Regions from separate parts of the Sus scrofa genome. Here region 1 is linked to region 2. Evidence: chromatin contacts called from public HiChIP or PLAC-seq data. All regions are on one chromosome and are shown on one strand. The core of a region is the stretch at or near the end of the contact, and the rest is flanking DNA. Distances in the headings are between cores, read along the strand shown.

Region 1 (4,511 bases), core at 820-3,319, 250 kb after region 2:
CATTCCAAACGCACTGATCAGACACCATGACTTCGACTTATACACCTATCTTATTCTGCCTTGTAATGTAGGTATATGTGGATCAGTGTCTTAGCCCCAGTATTCTACGTTCCCTAAGGCCAACAACTGTGTCTTACGTAGTTTTACCATAAAGCACCTACCACATGTAGTAAATGGTCAACACCTATCTGTTAAGTTGAAGGAATTCCCAAAGATTGGTCATAATGTGACCTGGGTTCTTGGTCTTCCTTAATCAAGAGAAATTGACAAGAGGCCAGGCAACAAATTCAGGCAAGTCTTTATTGGGGCCCCTGTTGCAGCAAGGGAGAGCAAAAACAAGCAACACATTCCTTTGCTCACTCCCTCCCCAAAGGGGGTGTGGGCTGGTTTTATGGGAGGAGGACAGGGGTGGGTCCATGGTCCTGTCAGAGGGGGGGCTTAGGTGGTCTACCTACTGCTTTGGTGGTCGTGTGTGTAAGGGGCATGTGTAGTGACCTGCTTTTACTCTCCAAACTTCTAGAAGGGGCAGTTGGGTTTTTAGGTTTTTTGCATCTTCCTGACCATAATTTACCCCAACTACACATGTGTGCAGTTATTTTTAGTCCCTTATAATTTCTTTGTATTTTGTTGTCTGAGGAGACGTTTATCTAGGTGCAAACTTTGCAGCCATTGCAGCAAAGGGTCCCAGGTCTCAGCCTGTCTCAATAAGATAAAAAAAAACTACTACCTCCTTGAACATACAGTAAAGAAAGCAGAGGGTGGAGGTAGCGTTCCAAAAATATGGACTGGAATCTGAGCCCTGCCTTTTACAAGATGAGTACCTCAGGCAGGATCTGTAAAGTGATGACAATTACATTATGAACCTCACAGGGTTGTCTGTCAGACTTCAAGTGAAAAAATGAAAGGGATGTTTTATGAACTTCAGATGTTATAAAGATTCAGCTCTTTTCCAATCGTGTGCCATGTAGCTTGTTGGCTCAATAAGAAATGGAAGCTACCCAATCATGGTGAGTCTTTCCCTGCCAGGCCTGCTGGAGCATGAGGCCAGGGTATGCATATGAAGGGTAAAGGAGGCATTCTCCTTCTGCCAGCAGTTCCAGTGGCCAGCAGAGGAAAAAAAAATTAGAAGTTCCTGTCGTGGCTCAGTGGAAATGAATCTGACTGGCATCCATGAGGATGCAGGTTCGATCCCTGGCCTCGCTCAGTGGGTTAAAGATCCGGCATTGCCATGAGCCGTGGTGTAGGTCACAGATGTGGTTCGGATCCTGTGTTGCTGTGGCTGTGGTGTAGGCCGGCAGCTGTAGCTCCTATTCAACCTCTAGCCTGGGAACCTTCATATGTCATGGGTGCAGCCCTAAAAAGGCAAAAAGAAAGAAAGAAAGAAAGAAAAATCAGTATTTGGACACATATTTTAAGAAAAATTTCCCTGCTACAGCACGTAGAAAAGATTTCCTATAAGTTATTTTGAGGCTGAGCGTTTATCATATACTTAATGTATAATGTATTAAGCTGACAAAGCAGCTTTAAAAAAAGAAAAACATTGCCAAATGGTTTTTTTTTTTTTCCCTCCTCTGCTTCCTCCTGTGTATTTTCTCTCTGCTAAATTCATTAAAAAAAAAAAAAATACAACTGTGAGAGTTTGTCATCTTCCTTGGAAAATACTGTAACTCCGCTCATTGGGTGCCCTTCACTTAGAGCTCAGCACAAAAGGCTGCGTGTGAAGAGAGAGGAGGAAATGGGTGCCTGGTTAGACCAGCCCTGCCCCCAGGGAAAGCCAGTTCCCTTGTCACTTTCTCCTTCAGATATTCCTGGTGTGACAGACAAGCTGCATGCAGGTTATGTTATCTGAGTACCCTGGACAAATGTGGCCCATTGAGACATAATCTGCTTTTAGAAGGGCTTATGCAACTCACATTCCTTGTCTGAGGCTTTCCCACATTTCTGGATAGCCACTGACATTTTAATAATTTTTTTAAGTGCAGGGAGGCAGAAAAAGTCTGCCTATGATCCGAGAAAATATAACAGCTACCTCTCTGGAGTGAGGGCTGGCTTATGAATCAGTGTTTTTCTGTTTCTTCATTTCATTTCTGTGCAGGTTTACTAGACACTCTGGACTGGTTTGAAACCTCTCAATGACGTCAATGGGACAGAGAAATTGGAGCAGCGGAGACAGCTGCAATGCACCAAGTCTACTGAGGTTTTATTCTTTTCTCCCAGGGTGACATCTGAGACAGATATTATCAATCAAGCCCTCCTGGCTCAGTACCAAATCAAAGACACTTTATCATTCAAAGCAGTAAAAAGCTGCAATTAGCTGATCTGCTTGGCTCTTTCCCTAGGAATATCTTGTTCATGACAATTAATAATGCAATTAAAGCTAAATTAAACAAGAGAATGCTTACTAAAATATTTAATTTAAATATGGGAGTTCTTCCCTTTAGTGGTTCAATTATTAGATCATTAAAGATGACTCTCTACATAGATTTTGTATAAAAAATTCCAAACAATCAAATGATTACCTCTTTTGAAAACACTCCTAAAAGCCCAATGATAAGCTTTAGCCAGTTTCCAAAATGTCCAACGTCTAGGGGCAAAAAAAAAAAAAAAAAAAAAAAAAAAAGGTACATATAGCAAAGCTTTACCATCGTTTAGAAAAAACAAACAACAACAACAGTAAAAACTGGGACAACTGACAGGGAGGAAACCAGTGCTCTGCGAATTAACGTTTCTTTCAAAAACATTCAAAATAAACCCCAAAAGAAGAAAACAGAGCCAACCGCTTTTTTGTTTGTTAAGCACAACATATTATTTACTGACTTTTCAAGCGTCTCTTCTTAGCAATAATTTTCCTTGCCTGAGTATATAACGGCGTATTGAAATCTGAAAAAAATACAGCACTTAATCTAATTATATAGTTTTAAAGGTCTGCATTCGTTAAACTACATACGTTAAACCACTAAGGACATCCAAGGTTAATCTTAGCAAATCTAACTAATAAATATCCTGAGAACAGATTTTTTTGTTTTCAAAGTTACCTAGAAGGACTAGGCACAGAACCCTCACCAGGAAGAAAAATACAAAACTGGCTGCTCTCTGGCTCTCCTTGCTGTTTGCTGGTGTTTGTTGGCAAACAATGCTGGTGATAAAAATAAGTGCAAAGTGAACGAGAGAGAAAATTGGGGGTGAAAATCAGGGAGAAAATACTAATGTCATTCTCAAGGTGATGTAGCCAAACGGGATGGGATTCAGAGCCATTGAGTCTAGAAAGTCAAACCGGCCCAAACCAAGAAATGCAGAAAACAGTACTCTTTAGTAACTGCCTATTATCCAGGGAGCATCAGCCTTAGTATATTAGGTCATATTACAAATGCTGTATATTACTCTGTCTTAAAACAGATTCCAAAACTAGGAAAGGCCATGATGCAGGAGACTTACTATTTTAATGAGGAATACAAAAGGGAACATGTGTTTGGGTCAACTCTAAAGGTCTGGGTTAGCTAGAATAACAAATGTCTTCCCAATCAGTCATGTTTACCCAAGAATAAAGTACCAAAAGTGTTCTTCATTGTTTAGATTTAAAAAAGAAAAGTTTCTTTTCTCCACCTTCTTTCATCCATTTAGCTGTGAAACAGGCAATAAATCACAGCTAAAGCTACCAAAATATCTTGTATATTCTTTACAAAGCTGAGCTTCCTCACTGGTCCCGTCCTGAAATTTCTCCCACCATGACAGCCATCATTCCTTTATCCATTCCTTGCAAGTCAGCGTAATGGTAATGACATGGGGCCCTCAGGTCTGGTGGATGTGGGTTTGTATCCCAGCTCCATCTAAATAGGTGTCCCTAGATGACTGTGAATCTGCAAAATGATCATGAAATGAAATGACACATGAATAAATATCTTGTAGGCACTCTAAATGTGATAGCTATTATTTTTAGATGTTCATTTAAAATGTGTATTATTGTGCTCAGTGCCAGGTACCTATGTTAGGCAGTCACACACTCACACATGCACACTCACACACAAACCCGCATGCACAGAGATAATTAACACAAAATGCACAGGGTAAAACAAGCTAGCAACTTGAGAATCATTTTTACCTTCCCATCTAATCACCACTGTCTCTACCAATAAAAGCAAAGTGGGACACTGTCATAGCTGTGGGAAATGTCTTAGCCGCCATCAGTCTGCCAAATTTTACCAATGTCATAAACAAGCAAGGAACAGCCCAAGTGGTCATTCAGCCTGGAGGATTCGACCTCTTACCATTCTTGAATTGGTTTCCTCTTTATCTGGCCACAGATGATGGATTTTACGTCAATAGTATCTCTTTTCTGGATTGCCACAACAGGCTCTTAACCAGTTCTCTTGTTTTGAGCCTTACCTATGAATCACTGTCCTTTTAAAGGATGATCTGGCCCGATTCCTGCTTAAAAACTTTCATGACGTCTCAAAACTTATGTGGAAACAGTCTCTGGGTCACAGCAGACCCCATATAAGCTGCGGCTTGAC
Region 2 (4,479 bases), core at 924-3,423:
TTTCCCATCACCTGGCTTTGCCAACACTACCAGAGTATATCTAATTAGGGAAACAACATCTGAGATAAATGCAGTAGGATGAGACCTGAGCAGATGGTCATCTGCCTTCCACATCAGGAACATTGAACAATTAGGGACCTTAAGAGATTTGAGAGGAGTTTTACTGCACATTGAGGTGTGGTGGGTGCCACACACGGACTAGGATTTAGGGGATTCCTAGCGGAACCACACCTGAAAGCTCTTCATGAAAGAAGGTAGAAAGGGAGGCCTCCAAACTGGCATACACACCAGCAGGACACAACGGTCAGTCTCCACCATTCGAATCTCCATCATAAAGCGAAGTTTGATATTGCAACTTATCTGCTAAGAATGGGAGGGAAATTAAAGGCGGAGAAATATTGGAGGTTGTCCTTCCTATAAGGATGACCTAGAAGTGTGAGGAAAATGCCAGAAATACTTTCAAACAAGCAGACCAAAAAAAAAAAAAAAAAAAAAAATCAAGTATTTAGAAAATAGCATTGTTATTTCTGATCAATAACTTAGCACTATAAATTAACCAGGCAACAAGTAATGAGCATTCGACTTCAGTGGTTGTATTTTTAGCCAGAGAAGCACACATTCAGGATTCAAATCATGGAACTGAGAATCGCAAATTTTTATTTTTTTCTGAACACAGCTCTTTGTGCCCTGCTGCCCTTCCCCTTCCTCTTTGGTCAAAGCTGTGGGGTTTTCTCAAAGAGTCAACCATCTGGTGCTTTAATGTTCCATCTGCAAAGTAGAGACAAATATTATTGTTCTCAAGACGCAAAATAGGGGTCTAGTATATACTCCTTCAGTGAAGTAATAGACTGGTTTTTCAACACTTAAATGCTATCAGGGGTTATATTAGTTACCATCATCTTTGAGGGACTTAAAACCCTACAGAGGATGAAAACTACTTCCTGACTCTATAACTGTAAAAACAAACTTCCTCATTTCAGTAGAAATGACGCTATTAGCAACCAGTCAATACCATAAAACATGCATTTCCTAAGACTGATTCAGTTTTCAAATTTTCTCAGTGCTTTTTCTTTTATTTTCTTTTAAGGTGGAATGAAGCTCAGCAGCCTTCTAGCTGTTACTGCCCTTTCACATAGGAGCAAAGTAAAGCCTGGAATGACTGAATGACTTGACTAGCTTGACATAGCAGAGACCCTGGGCCTACTGATCTTTTTTCTATGCAAGAGCAGGTATGAGATGAATGGCTCGTCCCCAGTTAAATCCTAGGGGAAATATGTGTCTAATGCTCCATTCAACCTGCTCTTAGTACCAGGTTGCAGTGGTGAATCTGTTGTAAAAACTGATGGAAGGGATGGTATGAGCCATGGTGATAAAGTAACGTGGCTTCCCAGACTGGTTCAGTCCTCCATCACTCGAATCATCCTGAAGTGCCAACAAATCAACAGGGGGGCTATCCAAGAGAGAGGGTATGGAAGATTTTTTTATTCCTGAAGGCCAGACATCAATGCCCAAACATAGGATGTCTTCAACTTCCAAGGAAATTGTAGGATGAGAGCAGTGGGAATGGGGAGTTGGGATGCAGGGGTGAGTTGAAAGGCTTTCCTGTGAATCTCTACCTATTGGCAGATACATCCCCGCCAAGCCAATCCTGGTGAGACCTGGACTGAGGAAGGGGAAAGTTGCTGAAAGGTAAGATGGATCACAGTTCGGTGGAACAAAAAAGCTATTTCCAGAATATGGAACTTTATTTTTTTAATTAAAAAAAATTTTTTTTGTCTTTTTGCCATTTCTTGGGCCGCTCCCGCAGCATATGGAGGTTCCCAGGCTAGGGGTCCAATCGGAGCTGTAGCCACCGGCCTACACCACAGCCACAGCAACGCGGGATCCTTAACCCACTGAACAAGGCCAGGGATCGAATCCGCAACCTCATGGTTCCTAGTCGGGTTCGTTAGCCACTGAGCCATGATGGGAACTCCCCAGAATATGGAACTTTAAAACAAATAAAAGGAGAGAAGAAGATGTTTATCTGGGGACTCTAGGTAATATTCATAGAAGTTACACATCTGATGCTTTGAAATGTGTACTATCTCAAACAGATGTCCATAGCTGGATTTCCACTGAATATACAGGAAGCCCTGCCTCCTGTTTTATCTGCCTGCTGGGTCTGTGATTATAAAGGCAGTTAGGAGATTAGAGCTGGCCATGCCTAGCCACACCCGCTATTGCCAGTCATAATCTCCTCTGAACAACAAGAACAAGTATACGTCAGAATCCTAGACCTTCAGAGTGAGAGGGACCCCTGAAGAGAGTTTCTATCCTTGACACTACTGATTTTGCATGTGCAGTAATTCTTTTTACGAGGGGCTGTCCTGTGCATTGTGGGGTGGTTAGCAGCATCCCCGGCTCTACCCACTAGAGGTCAGTAAAGAGCTCCCCTGTGATGACAACCAAAAAAAACTCTCCAGGTGTCAGAAGTCCCTGGGGTGTGTGTGAAATCACCTTTGACTGAAAACCACGGCCCTAGAACACTGCACCCACCCCCTCTCACACCTTCTACATGTAAAAAATGAAAACACTTATATAGGACAGGAGTAAAATGGAGGGGTTTGGGAATAGCTCTGTAAAGCTCAGTGAAACTGTTACACTTTATATGCTTCTAGGAAAAATAAAACATAAAATATTAAATATTTAAATTTATATAAAATTCTAAATAAAATCTTTTTTTTTTTTTTTTTTGCTTTTCAGTGCTGTGCACGCGACATGTGGCAGTTCCCAGGCTAGGGGTAGAATCAGAGTCACAACTGCCAGCCTATACCACAGCCACAGCAATGCCAGATACTTAATCCACTGAGTGAGGCCAGGGATCAAACCCATATCCTCATAGATACTAGTCGGGTTTATTACCGCTGAGCCACAATGGGAAATCCCATTTCAAAGTTTCATTTTTTATTGGTCTTTTTCTCCTTTTAGGGCTGCACCCGCCGCATATGGAGGTTCCCAGGCTAGGGGTTCAATCAGAGCTGTAGCCGTTGCCCTACACCACAGCCACAGCAACTCGGGATCCGAGCCAGGTCTGCGACCTACACCACAGCTCACGGCAATGCCGGATCCTCAACCCACTGAGCGAGGCCAGGGATCAAACCCCATCCTCATGGATGCTAACTGGGTTCACTAACTGCTGAGCCGTGACGGGAACTCCCCATTTCAAAATTTTAAATGAGAAATTTGAACTTACTTCCACTGACGTATCTTTTTACTGACAGATATTCTGCTTGAAATGGCTTTATGCAACACTGATCAAGATATTTGAATGATTGCTTCAAATTCTTAGCAGTCTCTATCAACAAGTAACTTTATTCACACAAGCAGGTGATAAAAATATTTTAAATCATTGTTTATAGCCATTTGAAAATCTATTCCTTTTGAAATGAAAGAACCTAGTTGTGTATCCTTTTCTTACACTGACAACTCAGTTTAATTAATTAATTAATTAATTATTTGTCTTTTTAGGGTCGCATGCACGGCATATGGAGGTTCCCAGCCTACGGGTCCAACTGGAGCTACAGCCGCCAGCCTATACCACAGTTACAGCAACGCGGGATCTGAGCCGAGAAAGTGACCTACAGCACAGCCCACAGCAACACCGGATCCTTAACCCACTGAGTGAGGCCAGGGATCGAACCCCAAACCTCATGGTTCTTAGTCGGATTTGTTTCTGAGGTACCATGATGGGAATTCCTAGAGTTTAAAATTTTTATCATAAAATATTTCACATTTGAATTTTTACCTATCTTATGTTTCAAAATAATCATGAGGATTGAATTTCTACATTTCATATGCACTGTCAGAGTGGCAGTCCTGCAGCCAGCATGGGATTCTTGTCCATCAGCTGCAGATGAGCAAGAGACTCTGATATATGTAAAGACAGAAATCCTGGGCTACCATTTGTCGCTGGGCAGACCAGAAAGCCCCACCTGATTTCTGTACCCATCCATCCCCAACTGGCTGCATCTTGGCCTAAGCGCCAAGCTCTGGGCACCTGGCAACGAACTCCCTACTGGTCCTCAGACTCTGCCTAGGATTGTTAGTGCAGTGTTCTGCAGCCTGTGGATGCCCAGGATGTAGAGAACCTTCTTGGCTGCCCTCAGGGCATCACGGTGAAGCAATGCATGGGGAGATGGCACCTTATCCGAGGTCTTCTCTGGGAACTCCGAGGGTGCCCTTGGACTCCGCACTGCTAAGACCACTTCCCAGGGAGTGGTGATGAGACTCCTCTTGGTTAGAGGCACCTGGCCCCAGAGCCTCAGCCACTCTGCGTCCCACAGGGCGCTCTGAGAGTTGAATGATTCAGTCATTCAGAGCACACAGGAATCCATCTGTGGCACCACTGTAATATGGCACCTAGCTTGTGAAGCCCTGCCTTAGAGAATTTCACCTGCTCTGGGTGAGTATACCCCATGGCCCAGAGAAGGGTGCGAT

What was found. HiChIP or PLAC-seq counts read pairs in DNA pulled down with a chosen protein or histone mark.
Region 1: a contact with region 2 is called in an H3K27ac HiChIP or PLAC-seq map of skeletal muscle, with 4 times the contacts expected there. The contact joins two enhancer-like sites. A contact is called at or near these places in 1 of 47 Hi-C or Micro-C datasets (embryonic fibroblasts) and 1 of 2 datasets of contacts at active chromatin or transcription factors (skeletal muscle).

What each region holds. Positions count from the first base shown.
Region 1 is chr6:146,360,617-146,365,127 of Sscrofa11.1, forward strand. All of the region lies in intron 4 of PDE4B (phosphodiesterase 4B), which reads right to left. All of the region lies in intron 5 of LOC102162258 (a long non-coding RNA gene), which reads left to right. Among named protein-coding and RNA genes, the nearest start is that of SGIP1, 310 kb to the left of the region's middle. Within about 2 kb of position 2,070, at least 14 of the 83 cell types and tissues checked have an H3K27ac peak or open chromatin away from gene starts, as enhancers often do. A contact at or near this core is called in skeletal muscle, where this site is marked.
Region 2 is chr6:146,113,663-146,118,141 of Sscrofa11.1, forward strand. LOC102162079 (a long non-coding RNA gene) reads left to right here. Exons shown (of 8, transcript XR_298679.3): 4 at 1,088-1,229; 5 at 1,627-1,689. Among named protein-coding and RNA genes, the nearest start is that of SGIP1, 64 kb to the left of the region's middle. Within about 2 kb of position 2,174, at least 27 of the 83 cell types and tissues checked have an H3K27ac peak or open chromatin away from gene starts, as enhancers often do. A contact at or near this core is called in skeletal muscle, where this site is marked.